3 separate regions of the Mus musculus genome follow, and all the other regions are linked to region 1. Evidence: chromatin contacts called from public Hi-C and HiChIP or PLAC-seq data. All regions are on one chromosome and are shown on one strand. Each heading gives the region's core, a stretch centred on a gene start, on an enhancer-like site or on the middle of the called end of the contact. The rest is flanking DNA. Distances are from core to core; before and after follow the strand shown.

The links. Hi-C and Micro-C count contacts between places; a contact is called where the count stands out from the background. HiChIP or PLAC-seq counts read pairs in DNA pulled down with a chosen protein or histone mark.
Region 2: a contact with region 1 is called in a Hi-C map of rod photoreceptor, with 4 times the contacts expected there. The contact joins the enhancer-like site here to the promoter of Prpf4b in region 1. A contact is called at or near these places in 8 of 39 promoter capture datasets (the 3T3-L1 cell line, the SN4741 cell line, cranial neural crest and 4 more), 9 of 484 Hi-C or Micro-C datasets (the P5424 cell line, cerebellum, cortical neurons and 4 more) and 13 of 115 datasets of contacts at active chromatin or transcription factors (the SCID.adh cell line, bone marrow-derived macrophages, craniofacial prominence and 10 more).
Region 3: an H3K4me3 HiChIP or PLAC-seq map of the SCID.adh cell line shows a contact between it and region 1, with 8 times the contacts expected there. The contact joins the promoter of Ppp1r3g here to the promoter of Prpf4b in region 1. A contact is called at or near these places in 1 of 39 promoter capture datasets (cranial neural crest), 9 of 115 datasets of contacts at active chromatin or transcription factors (the SCID.adh cell line, astrocytes, embryonic forebrain and 6 more) and 1 of 9 other capture datasets (embryonic stem cells).

The regions. Positions count from the first base shown.
Region 1 is chr13:34,873,716-34,877,422 of GRCm38.p6, reverse strand. It overlaps Prpf4b (pre-mRNA processing factor 4B), which reads right to left and starts at 1,894. Exons shown (of 15, transcript NM_013830.3): 1 at 1,729-1,894. The coding sequence starts at 1,769. It overlaps Gm36839 (a long non-coding RNA gene), which reads left to right and starts at 2,183. Exons shown (of 2, transcript XR_382181.1): 1 at 2,183-2,254; 2 at 2,855-3,707.
Region 2 is chr13:35,938,173-35,941,653 of GRCm38.p6, reverse strand. No RefSeq gene overlaps it. Among named protein-coding and RNA genes, the nearest start is that of Gm30127, 24 kb to the left of the region's middle. Within about 2 kb of position 1,638, at least 16 of the 459 cell types and tissues checked have an H3K27ac peak or open chromatin away from gene starts, as enhancers often do. A contact at or near this core is called in rod photoreceptor, where this site is marked.
Region 3 is chr13:35,966,248-35,969,847 of GRCm38.p6, reverse strand. Ppp1r3g (protein phosphatase 1, regulatory subunit 3G) reads right to left here and starts at 1,942. Exons shown (of 2, transcript NM_029628.1): 1 at 1,866-1,942; 2 at 1-1,690. The coding sequence starts at 1,249. The coding sequence ends at 206.

The sequences.
Region 1 (3,707 bases), core at 645-3,144:
TTATTTTTTTTTTAAAGCTGAAGTAAAGAGGCTGACAAATGTACAGGCCAGTAAAACAAAAGCCATTTGAGCCTTTAAGGAAAATGTAAACTATGTAATATGTGTGCCCTTAATTTTTCTATTTTGAATAGCTTCCTGTAACTACAAGCTATTCAGAGTAACTTGAAGCCATTTAGGTCAGCAACACACATAGTGCCTGCTTTCATATCAAACTGTTATTTACTCCATTAATTATTTTCAAATTAGCAAAAATAGGACACATTGAGAAGAATTCCATTTACACAATTTCTATGGGGGAAGGGAGGATAAATTAAAAACTACCATCAGTGTTATGTAGTTGCCAGAGCCTAAACAAACCCACGCTTATAAAGATAGGATTAAATACGCAAATAATAGGGCTGACTCTGACTCAAAATAAATGTGAATGGATCCTCCCCTCAAATTAAGTGAATGGACATAATACCAAGAACTTTTCAGATTGCCAGAACTACTTAGCTGAACAGCCGAAGACACCCATCAAGCTAAACTAACATCCTGTAACTGCCACACCATGAACTTGGACAATAAGCTATCTTAAAATCCTATCTGTTCTCTGCTAAGCCCAATTGTCACAACCACAATGCAACTTTCAAGCATACTTAATAAAAACAAATTCTCTGTCAAGCTGAGTAAAGTAAATGACAGGGGAACCCCAAACTAGATTCTCAGCAAAGAAACCAAGCTATCTGTCACAAGTTGCTGGAAACGGTATCAAACACTTTCCTAAACAGGCTGAAAACATAGATAATGCAGATGTAACTGGGGGGTGGGGGGTGGGGGGGGTTGCTGTTGCCACCCAGTCTTCAGTGGTATTCTCTTTAAAGTTAAGCTTTCCTCGCATAAACGTGGGAAACAAAACACTGCTCTTCTTTAAGCAACAGCTAGTCCTTTTGCTTATTCAAGGATGTGTTCTCTTGGCTTCAAATACTTCTATAGTCGCTTAATTAAAAACACAGATTAGAATGATTTAGAAGTAGCAACGATTCCTAATACTTCTCCCATGTCCCTTCCTAAAGGCAAAAACAAACTAGGGCAAAAAACTGCCAGGCCTCAAAACCCAGGTAGTCTACCTTACTTTGCCTCAAGTTTGAAAGTTAGAAATAAGCTACCAATGGACAGAGAAATACCGGGTTGTGGTTGGAAGGAAGAGTAAAGGGCAAAGGACTTCGCTAGCACAATTTCCGGGACAGTCAAAAGTGTGACCCTAGCACCCCCGTCTCTGCTTTTACCATCAGCAGGATCGCAAGGATAGCATATGCGTTAGGAAAGCGGGGCTTAGCCTGCCGGCCGCCACTATTCCTCGGGTCTCTTTAGGGAAGGAGATCACCGAGGGTTGAGATCGGAGAGCTCCACGGTCCCCCAGGGAGGTGCAGGAAGGCGCGACCTCAGGGCAGCAGCAGCCACCACGCTAACTGGACCTGTAGAGGCCGCTCGTGCCGCCGCCTCCCGGGGCAACGACGGACAGCAGGCCGCGCTGCCGGCACCTCAACAGCCGCGGCCCCACCGGCAGCAAAGCCCAGGCCGCTCCCACGCCTCCCGCCGCACCACCCACGGCGCGCGGCAAGGCAAAGTTTGGCTGTCGCCGTTAGGCCTGAACTTTCCCGCCCGTCGCGCAGGTCGCCGCCGCCGCCGTCCCCCGCATTGCCGGCCTGGAGGCCCAGCTCCGACACACCCGCGCGGTGCACTTACTCAGCTTGCTCCCGCAGGGACGGGGGCTCCGTGGCGGCCATCTTGAACTTCCCGACTCCTCCGCGATGCTGGCGGCGGCTCGGCGAACCGTGGACGCCAGTGGAAGCGGAGGAAGAAGGGACAGGCAGCCGCGCATGTGCGGAGCACGTAGAGAAAAGCGGCACTCGGGAGTCCGCGCTAAGAATCCGGATAGAAAAACTCGGCGTCCGGGGGCGGGGCGCGGAACGTAACTTCCGGGGCTAGGGGGCGGGCCGTGGGGAGAAGAAGGCCTGATTCACTTAGAGCGCTGGTTATGTGTGTAAGTGTGAGTGTGTAAGTGTGTAAGTGTAGGGACCTGCTGGAGACAGCAGCAAAGAAAGGGGTCGGGTGCATTGCTGAGAGCTGATTCTCCATGTGATCCAGTAGTGGGTGAAACCTGCTGTGTCTCTCCTTGTTGCTGATTGGCTAGCGGAGAGCTCGTAGACCTGGCCTAATTTAAACAGCCAGAATATCTGCCAGGTCCCCTTTTGACCTTCTGTTCTTTATGGTATGCTTTATATGGGAATTAAGTTTTCTGTTTCTGGGAGGAATACGTTGGAGATAATGGTGATACTGAAATAAGACCGATTTCCGATTTACAGACACCATTCTTCACAGAGTAAAATAAAGCACTTCTAAGCCCGGACACACAAAATAAATGTAATAAAAATGCTCTTGTCGGGCAGTGGTGGCGCACGCCTTTAATCCCAGCACTCGGGAGGTAGAGGCAGGCGGATCTGAGTTCGAGGCCAGCCTGGTCTACAGAGTGAGTTCCAGGACAGCCAGGGCTACACAGAGAAACCCTGTCTCGAAAAACCAAAAAATAAATAAATAAAAAATAAAATAAATAAAGCACTTCTAAAGGAGCTGGTGCTGGAAAACTTTTCCATGGAAGATTTTCTTTTTCACCCAAGTTCATTTCCACGCTATTACGAATTGGAGAGCGAAATCGATGCCTAAAGGCATCCCAAGCTGTTACTGTTAGCAGATATTGAAACATTAGCTTACTCGTGCAGGAAACGTTTACAAAGTGACAGACCAGACAATTACAATTCCTTGGGTTTTTTTTTTTTTTTTTTTTTTTTTCCTCTTCGGGGCCCTGGTAAAGGAACCGCCCGACCCATAGCCGCAGTTTCCGCGGATCAGGACGGAAGTGAGCTCTGCACAGCGGAACCAGCTTCCCGGAAGTCTTTTGGCCAGCCGGAGAGACGCATGCGTGCTGGTGGCCAGAAGAAAGCGTGGGCGTGTTCAAAGCTGCGGGCGGTGGTTGTGGCGTTAGAACTGCGGCGGGCAGCTATGGGGAGGCCCTCCCAGTTCCCTGCTCCAGCTCAGCTGGTCTCCGCCTCCCGATCTCAGCCCCGACCTCTCCTCTGCGGCAACGTCAGCACAGCGGCTTGCCAAGATTGCGTCTGAGCGTACCCCAAGATCCCTCAAGTAGAGGTCCGCCTTGTTCGGTGACACCGTGGAGACCACGGCGCCGGCAGACAATGCAAAAAGTTGAGGCTTTGGAGGCAAGCGTGTCTTTGTGAACGTTTCATCTTTTCCTACCATCTGTGGTTGCTTCAAGTATTATTCCAAACGAGCTGGGCATTCTTTAAATAATTGAAAAATATATTTGAAATATGTGTATTTCTGTGGAGAGCTACTAATCTCGTACACGGTTGCCATGGAACCCAGTGAGCTCTCAATAGGCTAATTGTAACAGACTACAAACAAATTACGAGCATCGTAAAACCCGTTGACTCTTGGAGTTTCCAGGTGTCTTTGAAGAGTGTAGAAGCCATTTGAGCAGCACTTAGGTTTAAAATTGGGATTTGGACCTTTAATGGGAAGACGCCAAACTGGTGTTAACACGCTTGAGGCATCATGCCTGTCTTAGTGTAATTTTTTTGTTGTTTTAAAATACTTCTGTGCATTTGTGAATTTGGACAAACTCAAAGTAAAGGAAAATCATCCCCCAA
Region 2 (3,481 bases), core at 389-2,888, 1.1 Mb before region 1:
CCATTCAAGCCAATGGCGGATTCACCAATTCACCTTGGGACCAGAGTTCACACTTAACCCCTGCCCCCTGCTCCAGGCTAGATCCAGCCTGAGGAAGGAGGGAGGCACTCCATTCTCAGCTCTTCCTCAGTGGCCAGCAGCATCCTGGTGTCTAAGAGCCTGGGGACCCCCAAGCCAGCTCCAGCTGTCTCGAGCCTCAGACTGTACTTTCCCACCGGGAGGCCCGTTGCCTCTCCCTACAGGGTGGGCCAAGTGCAGTCAAACTCCCCAAGTTCTGCTTCCTCAAGCAGCCATGCCCTGTGCGGGAGCAGGCAAGGGCCAACAACCCTACACTTGGTCATCTGGTTTTATCATATCAATAGAGAAATAACAGATACAGTAGGTACGCAGATAAGATTTAAAAAAAAAAAAGCCAATCAGAGAAGAGCTATCAAACCTGGTAGAGAAGGGGGAAGAACTCTGAGCCTGCCAAGTTTCTAAGTTTCATGATGAGGTCTCCTGGTCTCTGTTGCTGCAGTGGTAGAGAAACGGGGAAGTTCCTGTCTATTGCCAGTGGCTACTGAGAACTTTAAACCCTGCCCGCTGCTTCCCTCCTTCCCTGCTCAGCCAACGGGTTCCAGTTCCAGTTTCAGCTTCAGTGGCGGCTCTCTTAGCTCTGCTGCCACCTGGTTCTACCTCCTAAAGGTTCTACTGCCTCCCTATTGCCACAACAGAGCCTCAAGCTCTTCCCACATGAGCCTGTGCAGGACATTCCAGATGCACAGTGACAGCCGTCTTCCGCATTTTCAGAGCGTAACCAGCAGACGTTTAATCAACTGTCCACTTTGTGTTTTAGAACAATGAAGAGGAAGGTGAGCGGTAGAATAGAATTAGAAGTAAGTCTCAGAGACCTGCAAAAAAGTTTTCTACTTACAATATGAGGAAAAGAACCCACTCGGTGATATTAGCAATTTGGAAAGTTGCAGTTGGCCGCTCAGACAGCAGTGCCTCAGATGGTGCGCAAAGCAAATGAGTTTTTAAATCGTTGCAACAGAGTTGCTTCCTTTCTATTCTATGCCCTTGTCGTCTTCCCAGGCGTCTCCAAAAAAAAAAAAAAAAGGAAGAAGACTCGTGTGCAGATAACCAGCAATTGACCTCTTAATTATTGGATTATCGTTAAGCTTCCTGAGTGCTGCAGTGGATGATGGGATTTAGACCCACAGCCCTAGGTAATTCGGAGTTGGTGTCACAGAACACCAGTGAAGCCCCAGCCGAGGTCATTTGTGTTTTCCAGACGGGGGAAAGACCCCGCCCTCCTGCTTGCTCTGATTGACTTCCTTCAGCAGATCAGCCAGCCTCCACACCTGAGACATTCCTGTATCCCCGTGAAAACCCAAGACACAGGGAGGAGGAGAGGTTTGGGGGTGGGGCTCTCTCCCGCTACTCTGAGCATCAGGGAGGGCATGCTGCCTGCTGCAGGGCACTAATCAACTTCTGGAAATACAATTTGACACCTGCAGCGCATCTCCTGGGCAGTAGTGGCCTTGAGCATCAATCATGCTGCCTTGACCTCCAGGTCAAAGCCAACAGGTGAAGAGTCCAGCGTTTACAAGCCACAGAGAGACTGAGCGTAGGAATCCAACACAGCCTGTGCTGGCCAATGTTCATTCCCATTAACACCGCTTCACTAGAAACAGAACGTGAACTTGCATCTTTGTAGAGTGCAGGGTTCAGGGTGCAGCGGGGAAGATTGTGGAAGGGGAGGGGGGCAGGGACCAAGCTCATCCTCTTCCTTGCAAAGGAAGCACTTTACAGAGCCATCTTCCCAGTCCCATTTACAATGTTGCTGTTGGTTTGTTTCTTTCTTAAAATTGTTTTTATTTGCTGCGTTATCGTGGTATAGGTCACAGGACAACTTTTGGGAGTTGGCTCTCTCTTGTCATGGGTTCTGGGGATGACATTGGGTCATTAAGCGCGTACAATGAGTCCTGTTTATCTGCCATGCCATCTTGGCCAGCTCTGTTTTGACTCTTTAGATGAGGCTTCTCTGAGTAACCTGGCTGGTCTGAGACTCACTATGTACACAGGGCTGACCTTTTCAATTGTCCCTCTGCCTCCCAAGTTCAGGGACTTGTGTGTGCTATTCCTCCCAGCTTATGGATTTATATCATTGGGTGTCACCCAATTCTGCTTTTCTGCGTTTGTATTCCAAAATGGTTTGTAACCACCCTGGCCCCTGGAAGCAGCTGTCTCCTCCTCCCCCCTCCCCCTCCCCTCCTCCTCCCCCTCCCCCTCCTCCTTGTCTTCCAGTCTGCTCTCAAATGACACAGTATCATAATCTCAGATAGTAAATATGAGTAAGCGCCCCCAGTTAAGTGCTTCGAGTTCTGTGTCACAGGAAGATAAAACCTCAGCCAGATTCACCTGAAAGCCACCATGCCAGCACCATTCAAAGGTGGTACGACAGACAGGTGATATCTTGACAATGATGAGAGCACAGCTATGCAATGCATTTTCTGGGCAGCTTCCTCCTGACTTTGGAAGATTGGTTGTTGAATTCAGTCTCGGGATAATGCTTTTTGAATCAAATGAAATGAAAATATTTGTCATATTGGTCACTTTTAAAGATTGGAATAGATTTTTAGAAAGGCATGCTTACTTTCATTGTGACAATTTTCATATTTAAGAGGAATAACAATGTCAATTATTGTTCAAGGCTGGTGGATGGTTCTGTGGTTTACAGATAAATGAGCACAGAGCTCAAAGCTTTCACCCAGATGCTAATTTCCAGGGACCAGAAGAAATGAGGCTGCTGGTTTGTAAAAAATCTGCTGCCTGGCCTGGCATGGACTCTCCAGTAACTTGTTGTTTCCTCACTGTGACTCTGTACATAGTCAGAACATTTCTTTGCTTGAGACAGGCTCACTCTCTATGTATGCTGGATGGCCTGGAACATACTATGTAGACCAGGTTGGTCTCAAACTCACAAACATCCACCTGGCTCTGCCTCCTGAGTTTTGGGACCAAAGGCATAAGATACAGCACTAGCCATGACCTGTTTTTATTTTAATCTTAAATTCTTACTTACTTACTTACTTTTAAATTATATTTTATGTGTATGAATGCTGCACCACATGAGCACCTGGGGCCTGTAGAGATCAGATCCCCAGGGTCGAGAGTTACAGACAGCTGTGAGCTACCATGTGGGTGCTGGAAATCAAACCAGCTCATCTGGAAGAACAGCCAGTGCTCTGAAACACTCAACCATCTTTTCGGCCCTGACTTAATTTATTATTTTTTAATAAGGTGATTTGGAAGGTTTTAAATAGGCTTATTCCCTTTTTTAAGACTAACATCTGAAATACAACATTTAAAAATATTTTCAAGAAGTCTAGGCTCAGTGGGGATATGTCTATAAACCCCTGAGATTTCTGAGAAGCCTGACACAGTTTGTTTCTGCAGAAACAATTCAGAACTCCATCTGTTCCTCCCAGGTTTTGGA
Region 3 (3,600 bases), core at 693-3,192, 1.1 Mb before region 1:
AAGAGGCGAGTAGAAAGGTCAGTGGAAGTGATGAGAAAAACACTGAGAACACTGCCAGAGCTTGCCGTGAATCTGCGCTGAGAGTGTATGGTTTAACATTTTACTCCTATCGCTCCACGCTCTGTCAATGCGTTGCTCAGCTAAGGATCCCCGGGGAGCCCTTGCTAGCTGGTCAACCTCTTTCCAAGTTCCGAAGTTCCCGGACTCAGAGCGGGTCTGTGGAGCACACATAGCGCAAGGTGTAGTTGGCCCCCTCGTTGTTGTCCCAGTATTCTCCCTGTTCGCAGCGGTAGCAGACGGCAAAATGAATAGCGACTCCCCACGCGCCAGCATCCTCCCCTTCTTTGGGCTGCAGACCCGGGGGCAGGCACAGCGAGAAGTGGAAACGCTCGGTGCCGGGCCCCTCCTCACTATCCTCAGCCTTTGATCCAGAGTCCCCTGACTGCAATGGAGGCAGGGGCTCCACTGACTCCGGGTCCAGCTCAGCAGGCACGTCCAGAAAGGTACGCCACTCCGTGAAAGTGTAGCGCACCGCCACTGCCCTGGGTCCGGGGCAACTGATCACTCGGCCAGAGCCGGTCACCTCGGCGCGGGGCGGCTGGGAGCACTGCACACGCTCCAGGCACACTCGCTGTCGCCGCAGACGCTCCTCCGCAGCGCGCAGCTCCGGGAGCTGGAAGTGGGGTCGGAGCCGGGCGCAGGGTACCAAGAGAGGATCAGGCATCGTTGCCACTGCCAGCAGCCCCCCGAGCTGCTGCAGGTCCTCGGCGCGCAGCGGGAAGCTGTGGAGACGGGAAAGTACGGCCGGGGGCACCTGAGGCTCCTCGGCCTCGCTGAAGTGCTTCACGCTGGCCAGGCTCAGTCCCAGGGAGTCGGCGAACTGCACGCGCTTCTTACACTTGGAGCAGCAGTCCCCAGCCGGCGCGCCACCCTCTGAGCTGGGCTGTCCCGCCTGCTGCCTCTGCTGCAGGAGCTTGGCCGCCTGCAGGATGGGGTCTGCGGGCAAAGAGAAGGAGCGCGCACGAGAGCGGCGATATTCCTGTAGCTCCTCCTGTTCCGGGAGAGCTGCCCCTTTCTGCGGCGACAGGGGCCGGTCCTGGAGCTGAGCATCAGGGATCGGGGTCTCAGAGGTGCCACTCTCCACGCAAAGGACCTCGGGGACCGACAGTTCCTCCGCGGATTGAGGGTCTCCGGAAGACGTAGAGCTGGACGCCTCGGATCTGTGTAGCTGTTCTCCCGAGGGATCCATGACAGTGTCCGATCCGGCCCCGGGTTTCGTCCTGCGGGAACCGCGGAGAGTCCTCTGGAAACTTTTATCTACTCCCGCAGCAGAAGGAGCGCATAGTGTCGGCTGGGCTTGCCTACCCTGGCAGAAAGCGGATTCGGCCTGGAACCTCCAGCTTTTAGCTGCTGCTGCCCGGGACCAAGAGGGAGGAGGATGCTGGCCTGCGGCTAGCTCCCAAGGGGAGGGCCAAGACAGGGAGGCGCGACAGCCAGAACACCTGAGAGCTACGTCCGTAGTGGAGACTAGGATTTCTGAAGGTCGTAGGCTAGCCGATAGCTTTGATCCACCCCGCGGCTGCTATGCGCGTCTGTATCCTCTGGGGTAGCTCTCAACTTTCAGAACTAGACAAAGTTTTCCAGCCTGTGAAGTTATTCTTCCGGAGGAGACGTCCTGGCTGTCACTGGCCTAGGGAATCCGCGATACAAGAATGTCATTAAGGCAAGCAATCGAGCGAAGTGCATCCCTTCCCTTTCATCCTGTATCCCCGAAACCGCTCGAGTCCCAGGTCGCATCTGTGTAGTTGTGCCCCTCAGTGGTTCTAAAAGCTGGAAGGCCGAAGCTACAGCTTCCACCTACTTACCTGGTGACCTTGCTGCTGCGCTTGAGCAGGGGACAGAGCAGGAACCCACCGGGAGCTCACTAGGCAGGCAGACAAGAGCACCCGGTGGCCATTGGCGCCTAGCACTAGAGCACGTCAAGGTCCTCCCGCCCCACCCCCACCCCCCTGTCCTCAAAGAAGAGGGCTGGCACCTCCCTCCATGGCTAAGCGCCTTCCTTCAGACTTGAAGGCATTCATTCCCCCCTCTCGCTTAGCCTGCGCCTGGCCTGCAACTGCCACCTCTCCTCCGCAAGGATCCCAGACCCTCTAAGGCTCAGTCAGGCCTTCTGGGGGTTGCCGGTCAAAACCCAATTGCCAGAAGACTAATGGAAGAACATCTCACTATATCCTGGCACTGGATACTTCCTTAAGTGTTGTATTGTGCCTTTGCCTTCCAGCTAACTTTGCCTTGATCAAGCTTCAACTGATAACTTCATCACCAAATGTCATGCCCACCTCCCATTCCCCCACCCCACCCCTCATATCTGATTCAGGGTGTCCCAGGCAGTTCTGAGAGAATTTCTAACAGGGAGATGCTGAGGACAGGCTCTGGGGACCACCGTTTAGGAGTGACTAACTGCCTCACCATGGCTGTGTGTATACTTACTTACACAAAAAAATTGGGGTTTTAGAAATATTGGTCCACAAATCAAGGAACAAAAAGCAAAGCTAATTTTCCCAGGCTTTTAAACTGGGCACGGTATAGCAGAATTTAAGGAGTCATCAATAGTTACTGATTTTAGTATCTATTGAGGACTCACAGGCTGCTCATCCCTCCCCAAGGCTGAGGGCCCCTCCCATGTGATCTTATGTGCACAAAACTTCATCACTCCAACTCAATGTAGCACACAAAGGATGGGAACATCTGTTCAGGTCCCAGAGCTGAGCTAAGGTCAGGTTTGACCCCAGGAAGTTGGAAAATTATTTTTATGGCCAAAGACCCTGAGCTAGAGAGGAATTTTTAGGAACAGGCCCCTCAGTCCCTTGGCTGGGACTTTCTAGTCATTAAGTGTCCAGTACAGTGTCCATATCTACATACTGAATCTGACAGTATGGGACTCCCAATCCAGATCTACCTAGAGTGCCCCCACCTCCAGCATCTACAAAATCTACAGCACAGGACACTTTTTTTTTAACGTGTAGATAGACATTGATATATTGTGATAATAAGTATAATGTTCACAAACTAGTTTGTTTCTTTGATTTTTTGAGACAGGGTTTTTCTGTGTATAGGGCTGGCTATCTTGGAATTCACTCTGTAGTCCATGCTGGCCTCAAACTCACAGAGATCTGCCTGCCTCTGCCTGAGATTAAAGGCGCACACCACCCCTGCCCAGCCTCAGACTAGTTTAAAAATGAACTAGGAACTTCAAAGAGATTTTGAGGTTGGAGTGAATTGTCTCCCTCACTTGGACAGATTCTCACACCCAGACAGTACCTTGTCTACTGCCAATGTTTTGATTCCCAGGTGAGTATCCAACAGTTCCATTCTGACACTGTTCTACCTGAAGATGGTGTCAGAGCCACAAGTTAAAGGCTGAAAAACTCACCATAAACCAGATGCAAATATGCAAATAAGGTGCTCAGGTTTCCACACTATTTGGTCAACTGGAAAATACAGATGTTCTGCTGAGGTGTGGCAGTTGGTAACTCACTAGAGTGGCTTACAGAATCGAAGAAACCCTTAATAACACATGGCTTATTGTGTAAGATACAA